Linked DNA regions of Mus musculus: region 1 is linked to region 2. The links are chromatin contacts, called in public promoter capture Hi-C maps. All regions are on one chromosome and are shown on one strand. Each heading gives the region's core, a stretch centred on a gene start, on an enhancer-like site or on the middle of the called end of the contact. The rest is flanking DNA. Distances are from core to core; before and after follow the strand shown.

Region 1 (6,890 bases), core at 1,457-3,956, 81 kb before region 2:
CAACCCTTTGGGGCCGCATATCAGATACCCTGCATACTAGGTATTTACATTATGATTCATATCAGTAGCAAAATTACAGTTATAAAGTGGTGATGAAATAATTTTACAGTTGGGGTCACCACAACATGAGCTGTATTAAGGGTCTCAGCATTAGGAAGGTTGAGAACCACTGGCCGTCCCAGCACCCACACGGCAGCTCACACCTACCTGTCTGTAATTCCAGGGTTTCTGACACTGTCATACAGACATAATGCAGGCAAAACACATTAAAATAAAAATAAATTTTATAAAGCATTTATCATGTGTGTCTGTGAGGCTAGGCGCGCGCGTGTGTGTGTGTGTGTGTGTGTGTGTGTGTGTGTGTGTGTGTGTGTGTGTGTATGCCAGCCATGTTCATGCCTGGTGCTCATGGACCCAGAAGAGGGTATAGGATTCCCTAGAACTGAAGTTAAGGACTGTTATGGACTGCCATGTGGAAGCTGGAGACTGAACCTGGGTCCTCTATGTGAGCAGTAAATACTCTTAACTGCTGAGCCCTCTCTTCAGACCTCACTTTACTGTCTTTTAAATATTCATATAAACACATGTACTTCTTCTTAGGACTGGAGAGATGGAACACTTTTTAAAACATTTAAAACCTTGAAAAAAATCTTACTAACAATGATAAAACAAACAAGTCATTGTCTGGAAAAGCAGTGTGTCTGGTCAGCAGACAGAGCTGCAGGGTTGGGATATTTCCATGAGACAACTTTCCGACTTTCTCCAAGTTTCAGGTTCTTTGTCTGTGAGATGGAGGTGGCAGTGATGGGAGCATACCCTAGACTTGTTATGAAGCCTTCATGAGAAAATGTATGGAAATCACAGAGTACAACACCAGCTCATAGGTTTAGCGGCTCTTAGATGGCTCCCTTAGCTGCTAAGTCCAGAGTTTTCCAGTTGGCTGAGCCAGGCTCATATTTACATCTCCTTCCTGTCCCTCCCATCATCCCCTCTGTTTCTTCCTTCCACGTTGAACATGGAAGCCAGAGCCTGGTGCATGCTGGGAAAACATTCTATCACTGAGCCACACCCCCTATTTGCATCACATAAAGAAGCTCTCAGATACAGTTTGTTTTGTTTGTTTTCCCTCCTCCCTTCTTACTCAGTCTATAAATGTGTTGTTCCTTCAGAGGAGACCAACCTTGGTTGTTTGTGGTCTCTGTTCCTTTTCCTTCTGGTGAAGCCAGAAGCTGGGATTTCCATGGTTCTTGTTTTCCTCTACCTGCTCAAGCTAACATTCTTGATGCTGGTCCTTTTTATGTGCTCTTTTCTGGCATTTGAGGTGCATGCCCCTGAGTCCCTAAATCCCCAAATCTATCCTCTGAGGTCTGGCTCTTCCATAGAACCTGTATTGGTTAAAATATGGGCTTGCTACATAGGACATAGTCTAACGTTGGTATTTAAGCAAGGTGAGAGTTTTATTTATCTGTCATATGAAGGAACTCTGGAGATAAACAATCTGTGTGATCATGAGGGATTCAGGCTCTTTCATCTTTTTGTATTATGGTCCCAAACAGCTGCTGGAGATCCACCCATCACACTTATGCTTCAGGCAAGAATTTTAAGAACAGGGAAAAGAGGGAGTGGCAGTTGCTGGGTCTGCTATTTGAGAGGTTTCCTAGAAACTGTCATGTCTCTCATGACAGTTTCTGTTTTTAATCACATCAGCCTAGCTATCAGGGAGGTTGGGAAATAGAGTACTGAATAAGGGCGTACGACCCTCTCCAGTCAAATGGGGTCTCTGTTACAAGGAAAAATGGAAGAATAGAGAGTGAGCAGGCAGCTAGCAGCCTCTGGCACGAGCCTTTCCAACGACTCCATCCAGGCTGTGATGCTTAGAGTGAGCCCACACTGCACAATTGTTTTTATTATTATGCCATCTGTCAGTTCATTGACCCAGTGGACAAATGACAACAGAACCCCTTCTCTCTGCAAAGCACGATGCCTGTTGTCTTCCGAAGCATCACTCTCAAGTCAAGGGTTGGCTGGCTCCCTGAGGGCAGGGACTAGGGTCTGTTTCTCAGTAGTATTTTCCAAAGGCTGAGCAGGAGGCAGGCACTAGCAAAGCAACTATCACAACTCCAGGTGAGATGCTGGGGCTGGGGGGGGGGGGACGACAAAAACAAAATCCCCCCAAAACCCAAACAACAAACCCTACAACTTCTCTTCTTTAATCCTGTGCTAGACAATTGAGGTGTTTTGGGTCTTGAGGGTGGACGGTGAACCATCTCCAAACATCAGAGCTGCGCTGCTGCCCAGTTGTCCGATGTGGACACTGAGCTCTGTTTGCATATCAAACAAGATTTATGAGTAGAAGTCTCTATGCCCGCCAGCTTCCCTCACCACCGTTCTGCACGCAGCCGTTTCTGTCACATGCATCTCCCTTGTCATCTCTGCACCATATTAGCTGCAGAGAAAATCTGCAGCGTCTCCACCGTGAAAGTCGGCTTACTTTTCTTCCCGTTTGAGTCTTGAAATCATCTGCCTGAGACTAGTCTGTCTGAAGGTGGGTTGCCTCGAGCGCATGACACGTCTTGTGATTGCTGAGCAAAAGATAGCTTTAAAGGCTTATTGGCACCTGGGAGAGAAGGAACTAAAATATGCTTAGTACCTACTGTCTGCGCCGCGTGAAGCCCGGTTTCCCGTTGTCACTCTACTGCGCATGCCTGAAATCTCAGCCATTCAGAGGTGGGAGGGTCCGAAGCTTAAAGGTCAGCCTGCATAACTTAATGAGATTCTGCCTCAAAAGAAAACGGAAGGCTTAAGGGTTTAGTACTCCCTGGCAGAGTTCTTTGCTCAGTATGCAAGAGGATGACCTCTGTTCAATTCCTAGGATGGCAAGGAAAAAAGGGGGTGGGGAGGAAAGACGATGTTCCACAGACGAGGAAACTGGCTGCAATGGGTTAACTGGCCAGCCCCCAAGATTGCTCAGTGCTGTGATTAATTTTTCTATTGAGAACTCATATATTATTAAATTGGCCTGTTGGTTGCTTTCAGTTTTGCGTTTTAGAACATTCACAAAGTTATGATGTTACCACTATATTTCACTCTAATCTCAGACACCCCCCTCCCCCTAGCCGCTCCCCCTCCCCCAGGACTTGGGTACATTTTGAGCACAGGCTGAAACCTCACCCACCCCCCTCATTCCATCTCCTCATTTGTCGTGTGCTGTGATTTAAAATATGTGAAGCTGGTCAGAGTCTGAGGTTGTTATCTAGTTGGTAGAGTGCTTAAAACATTCACAAGAAGGAGGCAGAGGCAGGCAGATTTCTGAGTGTGAGGCCAGCCTGGTCTAAGGAGTGAGTTCCAGATAGCCAGGGCTATACAGAGAAACTCTGTCTTGAAAAACAAACCCGAGGTTCAGTTCCCAGCACCTGATAAATGTTAAATGGAGTGTCATGATGCATGGCCTGTGACCCTAGTCCTAGGGAGGTGGACTTTAGAGGATCAGCATTTCAAGGATAGTGTGTTTGAGACCATGCTGGGCTACAAGAGATTCTGTCTCAAGAAAAAATAAAGTAACAACCTGGTATGTGGGAAATCATCAGGGCCTTTTGCTTCTGGGGATGTCATATATACACAAAGGGCCTTTGGGAACTGGAAAGATGGCCAGCAGAGGACACAAGTTTGATTCCTAGCTCCGGTGTGAGGTGGCTTACAACCACCTGTAAACCCAGTTCCAGGGGATCTGAAGTCTCTTTCAGTGTCTATGGGTACCTGAACTCACATGTGCACATACCTCTTACCCCAAATACACATAATTAAAAATAAAAATTAATATTTTAAAGGGGGGCTGTTGGCCTCATTAGCCACCCATTACTGGGGCCCCTTTCTGTTGCATGGGACCGCCTTAGTTCTTCTGGGTCCCATTCTTCCTGTCTATGCTTTAGGTCTCAGGCAGGACTTATAGTGTCCCATGCATGAGGCTCCTCCCCTGAACACCATTTATGCTTTTGGTTGTGATTGTCAAACTGACATGGGATCTTGTTCTGACCTATGCTGTCTGTGTTGTAGCTTCAGGTTATCATAGTGCCTAGCCACTTGGGAAGTGCTCAACAAATGTTTATGAGTAGCTAGAGGTCCATCATCCCCACCCAAACTACCTCAAGGACCAATTGGTTTGCCTGTAGCTTTTCCTCTCCAGCCTCATGTTACATTTCACATTAAAGATAAATGGTTGCTCTATGCTCCCAAGTCAAAATTTGTACCTTTATTCACAAACTGCAGTGGCTCACCATATACAAAGAGTAAGATCTGAGCTTTTTTTTTTTTTTTTTGCAAGATTATCTGGGAAACTCCCTCTTCCTTCATACATGCAAACTCTGTGCTGTGCCCAGCAGTATTGAGAGCTTTGTGTAGCTTCCTAACACAGAGCACATGCTTCTCTTTCTGCTTTTGTCTTGACTACCCCTCTGCCAGAGGACAGAGTTTGATCCAACCTTCAAGCCTAGGATAGGAGGCTTCCTGCTCTGTGGAACATTCTCTGTCTTCCCCACAAAGAACTAGAACTTGGCTCTCAGTCAAGAGTTCATTTGGGCAGCTGAGAGTTGAACAAGTTGGGCATCTTGGTTCAGCAGGCTTACTGGCTGCTCTTACAGAGAACCCATGTTTGAGTCCCAGCATTTGCATGGTGGCTCACAATTGTCTGTAATCCCATGTCTAGGGGATCCAATTACTCTCTTCTGGCCTTCACAGGGACCAGGCATGCATGTGGTACACAGAAGACATACACATACCAAGGAACTGAAAACTCCCTTCTCCCGTGCGTACACTGCAGCCCTGTACCTCCACAGTAGCCATGATAGGCAAAATTTTGGTCCTCAAAGAGGATCCTAATTCCTGACCCTTGTATATAAAACAAAGAGACTTTGAAGATGAGAGTAAGCTAGGGACTTTGGTGTGTGTGTGTGTGTGTGTGTGTGTGTGTGTGTGTGTGTGTGTGTTGGTCAGGGTGATATAACCCCTTGCTACTGATTTTGAATATGAAGAAAGAAATGACTAGCCAAGAAATGTGAGTGGTGTCTGGAAGCCAGAGAATGCAAGAAAATGATGAGTTCTCCATTCTCCAGAAAGGAATTTGTCCCTGCCAGCACCTCCATGTTAGTGTGTAAGCCCTAGGCTGGCCTGGGCTACAGAGTAAGAACTGCTTCAGGTTTCCAAGGTACAGAACCATAAGACAATTGAGTTGGTGCTATTTTAGGTGTCATTCACTATAGTGACTTCGTGGGCTAGGGGTTTGTTTTCCTCCCATTGGGGGGACTGGCTCAGCAGGAACTTCAGTTTCAAATCCTCCCATTGTCTTACAGTGGGAAGATGTTTGCCCTCTTGCTTGTGACATCACAGTTTGAAATGTGTGTATGCTGAGTTACCTGTGTGTGCTTGGGATTTAGGGAGGGAAGGAAACAAAGGATTCAAGCTAATCATTGGCTGGGTGTCCCTGTAAGAATGGAGCCAAGTATGGTGGTTTGTGTTCATTATCCTAGCATCAGGATTGGTCTCAGTGAGTTCTAGACCTGGCTGGGCTACAGAATAAAAAACCCGTTTTAAAACTAAATTAAAAAAAAAGTGTTCATGGAAGTCCTACCTGACAACTCCTAATTGGTCACACTTTGGGACCAAGCTGGGTCATATGACCATCTTTAGCTGCAAGGGAGTCTGATCGGGAATCTTGGCTCTTCAGCTCACTGTGAAGGATGTTAGGGGAAGGGAACTGTGAATGGCTTTTGGAAAACAGCTCAGTATTGGCTCCACCATCCTTCCCCGAACTTTGCACGCTTGTAAGTTAGGGCATCTATATAACTGTAAGTCACCCTCTCCATTCCTCTTTGCACAGGTCAGTTTTTTAAATTGTAGTATCACTGCCTCTTAGACAAGGATGGCATAATGCTTTTGTTGAACAAGTAGAAGAATGATTGCGTTTTTTGGTGACTGTATATAATTTGAAATAGGGTCGGTCTCATTATATATAGTCCAGATTGGATTTGAACTCAAGATCCTCCTGCTCATGCCTCTCTGATGCTGGGATGGCAAGCAAGAGCTACTGTACCTGACTGATCATGCATTTTCAAATAAGGACTTATTTTTAATTCATTTATTTTATGTGTATGGGTATTTTAATGGTTGTCTGTCTAGTGTGTACCTGATGCCCAAGGAGGCCTGAAGATGATGTTGGGTTCCTCAGAGTTACAATGGTTGTGAGATGCCATGTGGGTGCTGGAAGTTGAACCCTGATACTCTGTAAGAGAGAGAGTAGCCAGTGCTCTTAACTGCTGAGCCATCTACTCAGACCCTGTTCATTTATTTTTATTTACGTTTTAGGGATGGTGTGGTGGTTTGAATGAACAGTCCCCTGAATAAGTCTCAGGTTTCTGAAAACTTGGTCTGCAGACTGTGGCTGTTTGGGAAGGATTAGGAGATGTTGGATGCCCTGAGACTGGTATTACAGATGATTGTAAGCTGCCATGTGGGGGCTGGGAATTAAACCCCAGTCCTCTGGAAGAGCAGCCAGTGCTCTTATCACTGAGCCGCTTCTCCATCCCTTCAAGTGAGGATTTTGTGGGATTTGGAATAACTAGGCAGGCTATTGGCCCCTAAGAATTAAAAGACCTTTTACTTTTTCTCTTCCCCATTTTTCCATCCTCCTTTTCCTTCTGCTCCTGTAGCTCAGGCTAGCCCCAAACTATAAAGGTAGGCTTTGGGATCACAGCACTGTGATGTCATCTGGCTTCCCTCTATTACTGTTACCTTTTTCTTCATCTACACTTCTTGTTTGCCCTATTCAAGAGCTGGGATTCTCTGTTACTTCTCTCCCTTCTTCCCCCTCCCCTCGATTTCCTTTCTTTTCTTCTATT
Region 2 (7,556 bases), core at 1,344-3,843:
ACCACACTTTTGATACTGTTTTTTTGTTTGTTTTTGTTTTTAGATTTATTTATTTTTAATTATATATAAGTACACTGTAGCTGTCTTCAGACACTCCAGAAGAGGGAATCAGATCTCATTACGGATGGTTGTGAACCACCATGTGGTTGCTGGGATTTGAACTTCGGACCTTCGGAAGAGCAGTCGGGTGCTCTTACCCACTGAGCCATCTCACCAGCCCTTGATACTGTTATCTAAGAATCCTTTGTCCAATCTAAGGTCGTGAAGAACCACTGCTATATTTTCATCTAAGTATTTCATAGCTGCAGCTTTTACCTTTAATTCATGCACTTACGGGTATGACTGTTTTTGTTTGTTTTTTTGCGTGTATGTCTGTGTACCACACACGTGCCTAGAGGCCAGAAGAGGGCATCAGCTCCCCAGAACTGGAGTTGCAGATGGTGTGAGTTACTCTGTGGGTGCTGGGAATCACACTGAAGTCCTCTGGAAGGGTAACCGGTGTCTTAACTGCTGAGCCATCTCCCAGCCTTCTTCAGTTCAGCCTTTTCCCTCCCCCCCCCCAGGTTTTCAAAACAGGGTTTCTTTGTGTAGACTTGGTTGCCCTGGAACTTGCTCTGGAGACCATACTAGCCTCAAACTCACAGAGATCCCCCTGCCTCTGCCTCCTGAGTTAATTCATCTTTAATTTTAAGTGCTTTTGTTTTGATTTGTAGAGACAGGTTCTTACTATGTGGTGTAGGCTAGCCTCAAATTCCTGCCTGAGCCCACTCAGTGGTAGGATCACAGATTTGAGCCACTATACCTAACTCAGTTAATAGTGTTGTTTTGTTTTCCCAGGGTCTTACTGTGTATCCATGGCTGGTCTGGAATTCACTGTGTAGATTGGGCTGGCCTTAAATTAACAGATAGCTGTTTGCCTCTACTTCTCCTGAGAGCTAGGGTTAATGGCATGTACTGTCATGCACAGTCAAGCAAGAGCTTTTGGTATGCCTTACCAATGAGCCACCTCTCCAGCTTCGAATTAAATTTTAAAAATTATTATCAGTGTGTGTGTGTGTGTGTGTGTTCGCATGCTTGGGCACACGTATGCTATGCTTTGTTTGGAGATCAGAGGACAACTTTAGGGTTCTCTCCTTCTGATTTTACAGGGGCCCCAGGTCTTGAACTTGTGTTACCAGGCTTGTATGGCAAGTTCTTTTATTGCCTAAGCCACCTGAGTTAACTTCCTAAATGAGTTCCATTTCACTGTTTTATGTTTGGTAATCCCGTTGTGCTGGTGCCATTTGTTGAAAAGTCTGTTCTTTCCCTATAGAGTAGCATTGGCATCCTTGTCAGGATTCAAATGATGGGAGGCAGTGCTTTCCCCAAATGTACGATGTCCTGGGCTTAATCCCTGTACCAGAAAACAATACAAAAAATCAGTTGGCTACCTGTAGTGCCCCTTTGGGAGACTAAGGCAGAGCAGGTTAGATTTGAGCCCATTTAGGCTACAGAAAGAGACTGAAAAGCAAAAGCAAAAAAAAAAAAAAAAAGTCCTTGATCATAGCTATATAGGATTATTTCCGGACTCTTCAGCTCTGCCCTGAAGATGTTTATTGGAAGCCGCTGCCAGCAGTTTTCCACTTCTCTGTAGTCTTGGAAGCTCCCGCAGGACACAGGACGAGTTACTGGGCATCCCATGGTGAACGCTTTTCCCAAGAGGCTCTCCCAGCTAATCATTTCCCGTATCTGTCAGGGTGGCCAGGGAGGTGGCAGTGAGGTGCCCCAGTGCAGGCCTCTGCCAGGGTGCAGGTCCCAGAGCAGGGCCTGTTGGTGTGAATCTCAGCTACTGATTGGGTGGGTGCCCTGAGTGCCCTGGGTAGGAGAGCTCCAAGGACCAGGTGGGAAAGAGAGCCAGCCAGCTGGAGGGAGGCGTTCCTGGCACTACAGGCATTTGCACTGACGGTGGCCTGCACGGGAGGGCGAATCCTGCATCCATGGGTAGGCACTCGGAGGCTGGGGGGACTCTAGCCTTGCCAGCTCTCCTGAAAACATGGGCTCTTTGCCTGTGGCCTTTGGGGGTGGTGAGGACTGGGTGAGTTGACCCTTTACGTTTCCTAGTTCTTCTTTCCTGAAGTTGGTGGCATTGGTGAGCCAATGGGTTGGGTTGGGTGGGTCTTGGCAGGTATATCCTAAATGTAGAGCGAGTAGAACTCCCAGGGAAGCTGGGAGACCCTCAGAGTGGGGCTGAAAGTTTGGAGGCATTATGGGAACATGTCAGCTTGCAAGAGAGGGCTGAGATTATGGGGACCATGCAGCTGATACAGAGTGTATGAAGCTATGTGTGTCCCTTTCTGATTTGTTTGTTTGTTTGTTTGTTTTTTGTTGGTTTGTTTTGCTGTCTTGGAGACAGAACACAGGACTGGGTACATGCTTAACAAATGCTCTACTCCAGAGCCACACCCCCAACCCTGCACCTGTTGACTTCTGAAGAGTTGGGCTGCCCGTGAGTTCAGAGGAGGGGTGGGCTGCAGGGTGCAGAGTCAGCGGATGAGAAAGGAGTCTTAGGAGAGTAGAGTGTACTTTGGCACAGTGTGACTTCCCTGATCTTCCACAGGTGGCATCCATTGCAGTGACACTGTTCGTTAGGGATGTGGGAAGAGAAGCCTTTGCTCACTTCATGGTCTTGGTCCTTTGGATTCAGCTCTTGAACGAATGGGGGAGCAGAGTGTCTGTCAGCTGCACCCCTCTCTCCTCCTTCCTCATTTGTTCTTACCCCCCCCCCAGCCCCCCGCCCACCCCTGAGTGAGAACAGAGCTGTGTGAGTGAGTCTGAGCCGCTCACTGGCTGAGAATTGCATCAGCCTGGCCTGGCAGGCTGGAGCTGGAGCCTGTTGCTATGGTGACTACCAGGCTACAAAACAGAGAGAAGGATGAAGTAGTGGAGGGTGTGTTTTTCTTCACCTTGTGGTGTTGCAGTGTGATAGGCACCCAGTTCTGGTGGGTCTACATTCCCATCACTCCGTGGAGGTGTCATCTGCTTCAGCAGGCAGGATGGGGCTGAGCCAGAAGCTGGTGGGCATCAGGTGTGTTTAACTAAAGGACACAAGTGGCCCCTGCATTGGCTCCTCTGCCTAGTTCTGGGGTTGGGGTGAAACTGGAATTTGACTAAGTGAGCTAGAATTCGGAGACAGAGAAAGGTCAGGGTATCCTCTCATCTCCCAGAGCTCCAAATCTGAGATGATAAACCTGCTTGGGCTGCCTTCTGCAGGTTTTCCTCCCTCCCCCCTAACAGAACACATCATCTGGCTGAATATAACAGACCTGGGCAGGCAGTCAGATCTGTCTCTCATCTTTGTCATCAGTGGGAAAGGAGACGAAATTCTGTTCTAACACACTGAGCACCCGTCAGGTGTCAGCATCACAGTAGAGCCGCCTCAGTTTTCTGACTTAGCCTATGCTCTGATCTGGCAAGAAAATGCTGCCCCTACATAGCAAAGCGGCAAAGAGCGTAAGGAAGAGCTTATTAACACCTTGCCCAGAGGGCGACATCACAGCTCTGCTTCTCTGTCTTGTGCTTTTCTGGATTCCAGAGACCTCTCCAAGTCACAAACCCTTAAAATGGCCAGGGAAGAAACAGTCATCCCTAAGTAGAACGTCTCAGCAGTGTCTCTGCGGGAAATATTCTCAGGTCTGTCTGGGGTGTGACACACGCAGCTGCTGTGATCTCCGGACAGGAGTGATGATCTTGTGGCCTGCCGCCATGGTGCAGCCCGGAGGCAGAGGAGACCCTGTCAGGGTGGAACATTAACATATGCTTGGCACATCCGCAGACCCTCAGGTCCCTTTGCAGATAAGGACCAGTTGTCCGATAAATTCTCAGAAGTGATTAGGGGTGAGTAAAATGTCTGGATCTGAGGGTCTGGGCCTGTTGAGAGCTCAGAAATCGGGTCTACCTAAGGGAGCTTTTCAGTCATAGCTGAAATTCACTCAGAATGTGCTGACTCATCTCTCCTCACCAAAACCCTTTGCATTTGGCTGCTATTATTATCCCATTTTGAAGGCAAAATAGAGGCACAGAAAGGTTACGGTGACTTGCCAAGGTCACACAGCTGATAGGAGGTGGAGGCTGGGATTCAAGCCAGGCAGTCTAGTTCCAGAGCTTGAGTTCTTCTTACCAAATGTTCTGCTGACTCTTCCCTTCCAGAAGGATGACTGTGAGTCAGCTCATGTGACCTCCCCCAACCCAGGAGAGGCAGAGGGAAGGAGTGAGCACACGTTAACCTACCAGTTCTGGAGGGACAGCTGGGGACAGTGCTGTGAGCTGTGCGTGTTGGTGGCTGTACTTTGTGCTTTTGCAGGAGTGTGGGGTTAGGGAAGCTACTGTCTGTGCACTTCCCACCCCTCCTCTTTTCCCTCCTTGAGTGGTTGTTTCCTGGTGGGGGTGGGCTTGCATGGACCACATGCCTATGCAGCTTGCCTAAGTCTGTGGAAGGGCCCTGGGCTCTCAGGAAGGAGTCCAGATCTGGGGCTGAGGATGAGTGGCAGCCACAGAGGGAGCGGGCTGTCAGATCGGGGAGCACAGCTACCATGTGTGAGGTCTGTCCTGTTGTGCCTCTGTTATAGTTGGCAGTGTATGCGCTACCCACACAGCATGTAGCTGGCCTTCTTAGGCTCTTTCCCAAGGCCAAGACAGTAAGAAATCAGAACAATAACTTCAGTGCTGATAATAACAGCCAGCACCATCACTTGTTTACATGCCAGGTTTTACCTAAACTCACTCTCTTGGCGGCCACAAGAGCTCTATGAGAGCCTGCGTGCTGCTCTTCCCTTATTTTATAAACACAGAGGTTAAGCAGTTTGCCCAAGTCACACAGCTAATGATGAATTCAGGAAGCCTGGGAGTCTGGGCACTGTAGGCCTCCTCTGGCCTTCCATTCAGAATCCCACCTTCACTTTTTTTTTTTCTCCTGAGAGACTGGGATGTATCATTTACCTGCCCATCTGTCCCGAGTGTGAAATGTGATTTTCATTATCAGCCAGGCCGAAGTTTGTGTGCAAACAGTGTCTGCCATTGTCTTCATATCCAGGCACGGAGGGGACAGTTCTAGCTCTATTTGGAACAGAGCTAGCTGACCCTGTAACCCAACTGATCTCCCTAGAGCAAGGCAGGCCCACTAGCCTGGAGGCCTGGTGTCCATTGTCTCTTGGCCTCTCGTATCCAGCCTGTTCTCTGCAGCTATCCTTGCTGTGGCAGCCAAGCAGAGACATCTGACTCCTCATGTCTGGCCTTGTGGTTGGTTCCTGATGGAGGCTGCTATTCTCTGGTGATGAGGCTGGGATATCTTACTGCCAGGTGAAAGGATAAGCCTCTCCAGGCTGAGTGGGGACTTAGGTGCTTATAATAGAGGTGAGGCTTGGGGCTGGAGAGATGGCTCAGTGGTTAAGAGCACTGACTGCTCTTCCAGAGGTCCTGAGTTCAATTCCCAGCAACCACATGGTGGCTCACAACCATCTGTAATGAGATCTGATGCCCTCTTCTGGTGTGCGTCTGAAGACAGCTACACTGTACTCATATAAATAAATAAATAAATTAGAGAGAGCGAGAAAGAGAGCGAGAGAGAGGGAGGTAAGGCTCCTCACCAGGGCAACTGATGTCATGGGGAAGTCCTCTTCCTTGCCATGACCCCTGGACCGTTCACCATCCTCCCAGAGACACTGCCCACTGACATCATTCTGTGGAGATAGACTGAGCTCTGGAGTGGGAGCCTAGGTGCTGCCTGATGGGAGAGGAAACACTGGAATTAGACCCCACAAATGCCTGGTAGCTCTGCTTAGAACTGAGCCAGGATGTCTTGTGCCAGGATGTTGATCACAAAGCAGGATGCAGTCAGCTAATCAAACCTACCTTTGCAACTGGAGAGGGACACCAGGGTCTGTATCAGCCACCTTGCTCTGGTACCTCTTTTTTTTTTTTTTTTTAAGATTTTTAGAATTTTGTCTGTATGTTAAGTGCAATGTGTGCATGCAGTGCCTGTAAAGGCCAAACGAAGGCATCGCATAGCCCCTGGAACTGGAGTTATAGATGGTTATGAGCCCTGATGTGGGTACTAGACTCAAACTTGGGTCCTTTGAAAGAGCCGCAACTGTTATTAAGCACAAAGCTGACTATTCCCTTGCAAGGGTTCTTATCCCTGGTATTGATCCCTCTCCATTTTCTTTTGTAAAATAAATATGTTTTATTCAGGCATGGTAGTACACACCTTTAATCCCATCACTTGAGAGGCAAGAGGAACTCTGTAAGTTCCAAGCTAGCCAGAGTTATAATAGTGAGACCATGTCTTTGAAATAAAAAAGTATTTTACTTTTTCGGTAGTATGATATACATGTATATGCCCTTTAAATTTGCCGTTATTTTAAGTGCACAGTTCTGTGGGCTTAAATACATTCATGATTGTATGACCACCGTGTGTGACTGTCCCAGGCTCTTCTCATTCTGCAGTGATATTGCCCCACTCGTCAGCAACACCCACTCCCTCTCCCAGCCCCAGCAACTCCTGTTTATACTTTCATTTCTACAATGGGGTACCACACTTATTTATTTTTGTGACCAGCTTATTTCATATAGCATAATATCCTCAGGGTTCATTAGGACTATACCATGGGCTTGAATTTCTTTGCATCTTGATGTGGAAGATACTCCATTGCTTATAGGTGCCACGTTTGTTTATCCCTTCACTCCTGGGGACCTTGTGTTGCTCCCACCTTTTGGGTCTTGTAATAATGTTCTTGTGGACTCCCTTCATATGGGCTATCCTTGGATTTTACTTGGTGCTGGGGCTGTGGACCTGGCCTTGGGGGTAATGGTAGAGAGCAGGAGAGTCATAGCCACGTGGAGGGCCTGGCCTGTGCAGCTGAGGCATGAGAATCAGAGAGTTCAAGGCCAGCCAGGGCTACATAGCTTCTGGGTAGCCTGATCTATGTAAATCCCATCGCAACAAAACAAACAAAGCAAACTCAAGATTTGAGGGCTCCTGGAACCAGCACCTTCTGAAGGACGACGTTCCAGATTCCCAGAACAACGTGTTGAGTTTCTTGTTTTACCAGCAGGAGGGTGTCTGTGAGCTGGCATAGGAAGAAGGAAAGTATGGGCGTGGCATCTGTGAGCCTGGGATTGGCCAGATGATCACATAGAAGAGCTGGATTCCTCTGTTAGTGTTCTTGGTTATGTTATAGGACCAGGCTAACCCTTGAAGCCCTGACTTACCACAGGCAAGGCTGCCTCTTGCTTACAGGTCCATTGCAGGTAAGCAGGTTAGTTGGGGACCATCCTGGATGGCGCTATGGCCTCCAAGGCCCACGGCCTCAGTGGATGAGGAAGAGTGATTGTACATGGTTTCTCTCTGCCTCTCTGTCTAATGTCCACTTAAACTTTGGTGGCCAGAAGTGCTCACAAGGCCTCGTCCAACTGCAGAACAGCTGGATAGGGTGGACCTTGGTGGATCCAGAAGGAGAGGAGAACGGGATATTGTTGAGTGCTGGACGTCATGTCCAACATGACACCTGTGAGAAGGAAGA

The links. Capture Hi-C pulls out chosen DNA fragments and counts their contacts.
Region 1: a contact with region 2 is called in a promoter capture Hi-C map of pancreatic islet, with 2.3 times the contacts expected there. The contact joins two enhancer-like sites. A contact is called at or near these places in 20 of 39 promoter capture datasets (the 3T3-L1 cell line, 3T3-L1-derived adipocytes, the C10 cell line and 14 more), 7 of 484 Hi-C or Micro-C datasets (the HL-1 cell line, the HPC-7 cell line, bone marrow-derived macrophages and 3 more), 24 of 115 datasets of contacts at active chromatin or transcription factors (the HPC-7 cell line, bone marrow-derived macrophages, craniofacial prominence and 12 more) and 3 of 9 other capture datasets (adipose tissue, liver and pancreatic islet).

The regions. Positions count from the first base shown.
Region 1 is chr11:76,608,572-76,615,461 of GRCm38.p6, reverse strand. It overlaps a transcript of Abr not described here. Among named protein-coding and RNA genes, the nearest start is that of Gm46288, 15 kb to the left of the region's middle. Within about 2 kb of position 2,706, at least 101 of the 459 cell types and tissues checked have an H3K27ac peak or open chromatin away from gene starts, as enhancers often do. A contact at or near this core is called in bone marrow-derived macrophages and pancreatic islet, where this site is marked.
Region 2 is chr11:76,526,523-76,534,078 of GRCm38.p6, reverse strand. All of the region lies in intron 1 of Abr (active BCR-related gene), which reads left to right. Among named protein-coding and RNA genes, the nearest start is that of Abr, 41 kb to the left of the region's middle. Within about 2 kb of position 2,593, at least 90 of the 459 cell types and tissues checked have an H3K27ac peak or open chromatin away from gene starts, as enhancers often do. A contact at or near this core is called in bone marrow-derived macrophages and pancreatic islet, where this site is marked.